Regions from separate parts of the Mus musculus genome. Here region 1 is linked to region 2. Evidence: chromatin contacts called from public Micro-C data. All regions are on one chromosome and are shown on one strand. Each heading gives the region's core, a stretch centred on a gene start, on an enhancer-like site or on the middle of the called end of the contact. The rest is flanking DNA. Distances are from core to core; before and after follow the strand shown. Region 1 holds the start of Msc (musculin). Region 2 holds the start of Kcnb2 (potassium voltage gated channel, Shab-related subfamily, member 2).

Region 1 (3,654 bases), core at 1,008-3,507, 530 kb before region 2:
TGCAGAGATTTCGAGCAAAACCAGCACCTGGAGTTAATGTCTCCACCTCAACATGTCCTGCCCAGGAAGAGTATGCCACTGTCTGTAGCAACACTGCCCTTAGTGACAGGCCCCCGAAGAGCTCTAATGCCGGCCTTCTTTCTAGTGCTGGGAAACAGCTCTCATCCACGGTCACAGAAGGACCTGGCTGTGCAGGACCTTGCCATCAACCACAAGGCAATCAAGATTAGCTTCAAAACCAACCCGTTTCTGCACTGGACTCAGATAGCAGGCAGGGGGTTGTGATCAGAGCTAAAGCCCTAGGTTTTTACCTGGTCCACGTATTCTTCCCCTGAAACTGGGCTTTCTTTGGTTACAGAAGTTTGCACTGATTTGGGGCACCCATGGCCACCTGCGCTCCAGGAGGGCAAACCACACTTGTCTCCTGTCTTGTTCACAGGCCCAGGGAAAGGAGAAGGTCCAGAATCCAGTGGGACTTCCTTGGCCCAGTCCTTTGCGTTTACCACAATCCATCTAACTGCCCTGTCCCTCTAAGCGGAAGTTCCACAAAGCCTGTTGGCTGCAGAAACGTCTTTGCTGTCAGAGTCTGGGCGTCCAGAGACCACGAATGGCCACGTCTGAAAAAATTGAAATGAGCATCAGTTACGGAGGAGAAACGATCACAAAATGAAACCACTTTCCCAAGGGAATCCCGGCGGTCCCTCGCTTTTATTAGCGTTCTGGAAATGTGTGTGTCTTGTCCTTTGATTAGATTTTTAATCCTACTGGTTACTGATTATTTGAGAGCGACAGCGTACCTTCATGCTTTCCTCATGGGTTGCCCACATGATTTTTCTGTGAAAAGGGCGAGAGTTTAGAATTCTGTGATTTAATGTCCCCCTCCCTCACACACACACACACACACACACACACACACACACACACACACACGCTGCATTCCTTTTTAAATAGGTTTGGATGAGATCTTTCCCAAGCTCATGGAGCTGGCAGGTTAGACAGGGACTTTCCGGACAGTCGCGTCCAGGAAAACTATGTTGCATTAGTGTTTTCTTTTGTTTAAACCACTCAAACGTTTATTTAAAAAAGTTAGGTTCTCCCAATCTCCCCCTTCCCCCTTTAAAGAAAGCAGCACTGGCGATTCAACCCTGCTAGGTTGTTGTCTGGAAAAAGTTGGGCAACTGAGTTTTTGTTTGTTTGGTTGGTTGGTTTGTTTTGTTTTTCCAACTTGGCCTAAAAACTTAGAAATACTCCCAAGTGGGAAGCCACACTTTATCCCAGAAGTAGGGTGTTAACAGATAGCAGTCGCCAGGCAAAGGACCAGGACATTTTCAGATGGCTGGATGATTTTCTCCCAGCAAATGGCTGGCTCCTCTTGCCTTGATTCGGAGGTCACTGAACCAGATTCCTTACCACTGGTTCCAGAAACCTCCCCTCTTGGCTCTTCGTCTGGGGCCGAGCCAGCCCTGGGCCCGGGTAGCGCTCTGGGCTGCTGTCCCCCGGCCTCGAGCGCAGCATCCCTACCAGGTTCACAGGGTGCACATAGCTGTCCTCGTAGCGGTCCTCCTGCAGCAGCTGGCGCAGGTGCGCGATGTAGCTGGAAGCCAGGCGCAGCGTGTCCAGTTTGGAAAGCTTGGTGTCGGGCGGCACCCAGGGCAGGCTGGTCTTCAGTCTGGAGAAGGCTTTGCTCAGCACGCGCATCCGGGCGCGTTCGCGGGCGTTGGCCGCATTCCGCTGCGACTGCTTGCACTCTGCGGCCGAGCCCTTAGGCGGGAGCGGCTTCTTCCCCGCACCGCCTGCGCGGCCACCTGCGCCGCCAGCGTCAGCCCCACGGAGCCGCTTCCTCTTGCATCCTCCCGCGGCTCCCAGGGAGCCGGGCTCCTCTTCACCGTCCTCCTCTTCCGCAGAAGAAATGTCGCTGGGCGAGCCGTAACCGCGCTCCATGCGGAGCAGGGGCGGCCTCTTGGAGGCCGGGGCCGGGTAGACCCTCTGCAGCCCCCTCATCTCCGAGTCTTCGGGGTCACTCACCGAGCCGGTGGACATCGCCTATTCCCCGGCGCCCACGCGCGCGCGCCTTTCTCCTCCCCGGCCAGTCTCGCTTTCTCTGGCTTCTTCTCTCTGACAGAGGATGGGGTGTGGGAGAGCCCAGGGGAGGACCAGAGACCAGGGCTTGCCTCCGCACTGAGGCTCCCCTGTGAGCTGGGCGCCTGGAGTGGGCGCGATCTGCTGCTGACCCTGTAGCCCAGGGCTCTGCTGAACTTGACTCCGGATCCAAAAGTACAGCCGCGAGCTGAGCCTTTTGACAGGACTATTTATCTGTACTCTTAGGGAAAAGCCACCCCCCTCCCCCTCGGCAAAGTAGAGGGGGCTTGAAAGGGGGACAAGAGGTGGGGCAGGGGCGTGGAAGGGGTGGGGATCGTTTTTTCCCCCCTGAACCCTGCGGTTAGCGGGGCGGGGGCAAGGAATGTTTGCGCGCAAAGCAAAGACTTAGGCCTCTACGCCCACGACTGACCCTCAGAGTATCTGTGCGAGGTAAGTGAGATTTGGGAACAAAAAGAAAAGACCTTGTTCCTACTCATTCCATTTTCACCTGCAGCTGGTCTTAGTGGGAACTGAAGAATCTGAGCATGCCCAGTGCGGCTTGTCTCCCAGTGTGTTCCTGGGGACCTGTCATTCAAGTTCATTACTCAAGATGTGTGTTTGCTTATCCAAGGCTTCATAGAACGAGTACAGAGAAAGAGCAAAAACTAAGGAGCAGCTCCAATGACCCATCTCTTGACCCCCATCCCCCCTCCGCCCCCGCTTTTATAGTTCACATGGCAGCGCTTTTTTTCTACTTTGTCTTGTTTCATCTTCAAGCAATTTCTGAAACTTACATGTTATGATGTCCATCTTGCAAAATCACTGGGAGAGCAAATAAGTGGGATCAGGAATCTGTGTGTTTGTAGCATTTCAGTAGCCACAAGCCTCCTAACCTACACATCAAGAGATGTTATTTTCCACTGTTGTAAGATTTCCTCCGCGTGATTAAGGTTTGGACTCAGACCCAACGCTTTGAGAGCAAGTTCTTGGATGCAGAATAGTATGTCAGCACAGTTGCCTTGCCAAAATTAAAGAGAAAGGAAAGGGGAAAAGCAAAGCAAAGAAAGACCAATAACAACCAAAACCCAAAGGACTACCAAGCAGCCCCTAGAATTGTGCTGCATTTCAAGTCACAACAAAACACCTTGCCTTCCCCAACCCCAGAGCAGACAAAACAAGGTGGAAGGCAGGCCAAGTGTGCTCAAGCTGAGGGGCTTTGTTAACAAACAGACAGGTGTCAGCCGGGACTCCCGCTGTGCTCCAGACGGAGGAATTGGTGCCCTTAAAGGGTTGGGGTTTGACTGCCTTGGCTGAGCAGAAGGAAGCTGAGTTTCTTTTCTGTTCCACTCTGTTGTCTTCTTGTACTTCTCCTCTCACAGGTTCCAGATGAGAGTGGGTCAAGCAGATACGCGGATGCAGAAGCTGCCTAGCAAATTCTAGTCTTTACAGCAGAACAAATAGCTGAGCCCTGAGCCTGAAGTATCATAGCAGGTGGCTGGCAGGGGTTGATTCGGCCCTTCAGGCTTCCCTCCACCTTGTCTCAAGGCGATACCTCCCACTTAGGGGTATTGTGTA
Region 2 (3,217 bases), core at 160-2,659:
CTAGTCTATGTGTGTTGGGGGCCTTACATCAGCGGGTGTATGCTGTCTGTTTGGTGGTCCAGTGGTTGAGAGATCTTAGGGGTCCAGATTGAGACTGCTGGTTCTCCTACAGGATCACCTTTCTCCTCAGCTTCTTTCACTCTTCCCTAATTCAACAACAGGGGTCAGCTGCTTCTGTACATTGGTTGGGTGCAAATATCTGCACCTGATTCTTTCAGCTGCTTGTTTGGTCTTTCGGAGGGCAGTCATGATAGATAGATCCCTTTGTGTGAGCACTCCATAGCCTCAGTAATAGTGTCAGGCCTTGGGACCTCCCCTTGAGCTGGATCCCACTTTGGGCCTGTCACTGGACCTTATTTTCCTCAGGCTCTTCTCCATTTCCATTCCTGTAATTCTTTCAGACAGGAACAATTATGGGTCAGAGATATGACTGTGGGATGGCACCCCCCTCATTTGAAGTCCTGTCTTCCTGCTGGAGGTGGACTCTATAAGTTCCTTCTCTCTACTGGGGGGCATTTCATCTTTGAGTCCTGGGAATCTCTCACCTCCCAGGTCTCTGGTGGACTCTGGGGGGGTCATAGCACCCCTGTGGGAAACAAGAATCAGAGTGTCTAAAGAGTCCTACCCAGCTTTAGCCTCAGACACAGAAAGGCCAGTGACTCCTGGATATGGTCCTGAATAGAGCTGGAGGATACAGAAGTGAAGTCAGATTCCACCTGGGCTCCTTTTTATCCGAGAAACTTCTTTTGTGGGAAAATACTCCGTGGCCCATCCTCAGGAGCCATATGTCCTTGTCCCAGTTCCCCATGGTGGAACAAGGAGCACTGGTTCTGGTCGCTTAGGGGTCTGGCAGCAGGAGAGCACAGCAGATGGAAGAGAAAGGCCAGGAAATCCATGAAGCTGCGGGAGCATCTCGACGGGCTTACCAGGGCTTCCCCGGCCGCGTGTGTGGGGTGGCCGCCGGGCTGTGGACCCCTTGCCTAGTGTGTCCGTGTGCAAGCCACCAAGAGAGACAGGTGGGTGTGGAGCCCGGACCCAGGCGGCCGCAGGAGCCTAGGGAGGATCGGGCGAGGTGTGGGCGGCGCCCGACCGTCCGCGCCCGGGCCGCACCCTGGGCACCGGGGGCGCTGTCTCCTGCCGAGCTCAGGCGCCGGGAGGCCGAGCCTGGCGTTTCCCAGGAGGTGCCGGGCCAGCGGTGCATCCCCGCCACCCACCCCCGGGAGCTGCGATTGCCTGGGAGTCGCTGGAGGAGGAGAAACAGAGAGAGGCGCTGGCGGCCGCTCTGCCCGCGGGTGCGCGGAGCGCGGAAGGCGGAGCGCGAGGCTGGGTGGCCGCGGGCGTGTGTGCGCGCCTGGCCGGAGAGCTACGGGGCGGGGGACCCGCGCCCGGAGCGCCCCGCCTGGTTTTTCGCGCGGAGCCAGCGTCGCTGCTGCACAGACACACACCCACCGAGCTCCACCGAGTGCCCCTGAGCACCCGCCGCCCCCGCTGGCCACAGCCGCTCCTCCGGCAGCGGGATCCAGCGCCAAGTCCAGGGCTGGTGCGGCGCGCAGAGAACCTCTTGATTTTTTTTCCCCCTTCACTCCAGCCCTCTCTGGTCTGGGCGGCGGCGGCGGCGACAGGGGGATGGGGGCTCCACGCGGGGAAAGGCGGGTGACGATCGAGGAAGATTATTGTTCTTTTTAAAGGATGCCTTCGCTTCTTACCAATGCGGCTTCTGTGAGCCCTTTTACTAGAGACTGCGAACCGGAGTGAGATATGTAAAGAAGGAAGGAAAGCTGCCTGGAGCTCCAGCCAGCCGGGCAGACCCTCCTCTCTGTGGAGGGGAGGGGGATTTCCAACGACACATCATTGGCAAAAGGGACCTTTGCAAGAGAGGAGTCCTCTGAGGGAGCAGGGAATCCCACAGCCCCCTGTGGCACAGGAGCCAGAGCTGCTGGCTGAGCAGAGCTGGGTCCGTGGGAGCTAGGTAAGTGACCTGGGCATTGCAGCTCCCCAAGAGCTCTTCTTTAGAGATGCTTCACTGTGGCAGTCTAGTGAGACTTGAGTTGCTAAAGGAACTGGAAACTGCCATATGGCGCCCAGTGGACTTACAAACAAAGCTGGCTGGGTTGTTAGCCCTGACAGATTATTAACGAAATGCTTCTTCCTGGTGGGGGAGACACACAAGTATAAGCCCCTTAAAAGCCTAACTTGATCAAAAAGATGAAACTGTTGTATGTAAGAAAGGAACCCCGGTTGCCTTCTCTTCCTGATCGCTTGATGGTAAATGCCACACTTGCATGCACACACTTGTCGGACTAGACTTAGGGAGTATGATATCTGTTGTGTATGCACAGTCCCCAGAATACAGAGACATACATGCATTTTATTCCTCAGTGGTGAGCAGTCTTGGTTCCTCGGAAGGAGCTAGAACAGGTCTTTAAGGAAAGCACTCCAAGGCTTTTTCCAATACAATATGTCAAGGAGACCTGGGGATACAGTTGCCCTGAGTGGCACTGAAAGACACCACCATCTGCCTCATCTTTTGTTGCCAAGACTTAATGAACCTTTTCATGATAGTACCTTGCCATCTATTACCTCAGATAAGGAGCATTTGTTTTCATCCATTCATAAAAAGAACCAATGTGCAATGTGCATAAACATGCCATTTATGCGACGTTTATGACCCCACAAGTGTTTTGACAGTAAAGAATAACATAGATAAGACTAATACTAGGATATTTTGCACAATATATGCACAGGTAGGCATCGGGGTGATTGCATGTAGGTTCAACACTCCATCCAATCAAGTCACACACTAATGTCAATATTTTAAATGACATTTCACGTTTCTAATTTTTTCTTATTGATTGGTTGGGGGTTTGCTGACAATCTGACTCTTTTTTCAATCCCAACTTTAAAAAAAGTAAACATTTTACTGTTATTATTTTCAAATGTCTAGCATTGTGTAGGATAGATACCTTTGGATTACTCACTAGTGATAGCACATTTCGTAGAATTAGCAAATAATCAATTTTGGTCAAATGTCTGAAGTCTTTCCTGTCAGTGACTCCTGGGAAAGAATTCGAAAAGAGAGTAATATGTTAAAATTGTTCATATCATAAAGTCTTATCTATTTCACCCATTGGGTACTTGCGCAGGGTACATCAATAAATAAAAAAACTTGTCTCACACTTATCCTTTAATATGTGAGTAAAACATTTAGAAATCTGCA

What was found. Hi-C and Micro-C count contacts between places; a contact is called where the count stands out from the background.
Region 1: a Micro-C map of embryonic stem cells shows a contact between it and region 2, with 2.9 times the contacts expected there. The contact joins the promoter of Msc here to the promoter of Kcnb2 in region 2. A contact is called at or near these places in 1 of 39 promoter capture datasets (the C10 cell line), 5 of 484 Hi-C or Micro-C datasets (cerebral cortex, cortical neurons and embryonic stem cells) and 1 of 115 datasets of contacts at active chromatin or transcription factors (embryonic stem cells).

The regions. Positions count from the first base shown.
Region 1 is chr1:14,753,709-14,757,362 of GRCm38.p6, forward strand. Msc (musculin) reads right to left here and starts at 2,258. Exons shown (of 2, transcript NM_010827.2): 1 at 1,522-2,258; 2 at 1-617. The coding sequence starts at 2,040. The coding sequence ends at 531. It overlaps Gm9947 (a long non-coding RNA gene), which reads left to right and starts at 2,279. Exons shown (of 4, transcript XR_003947744.1): 1 at 2,279-2,529.
Region 2 is chr1:15,285,516-15,288,732 of GRCm38.p6, forward strand. It overlaps Kcnb2 (potassium voltage gated channel, Shab-related subfamily, member 2), which reads left to right and starts at 1,410. Exons shown (of 3, transcript NM_001098528.3): 1 at 1,410-1,969.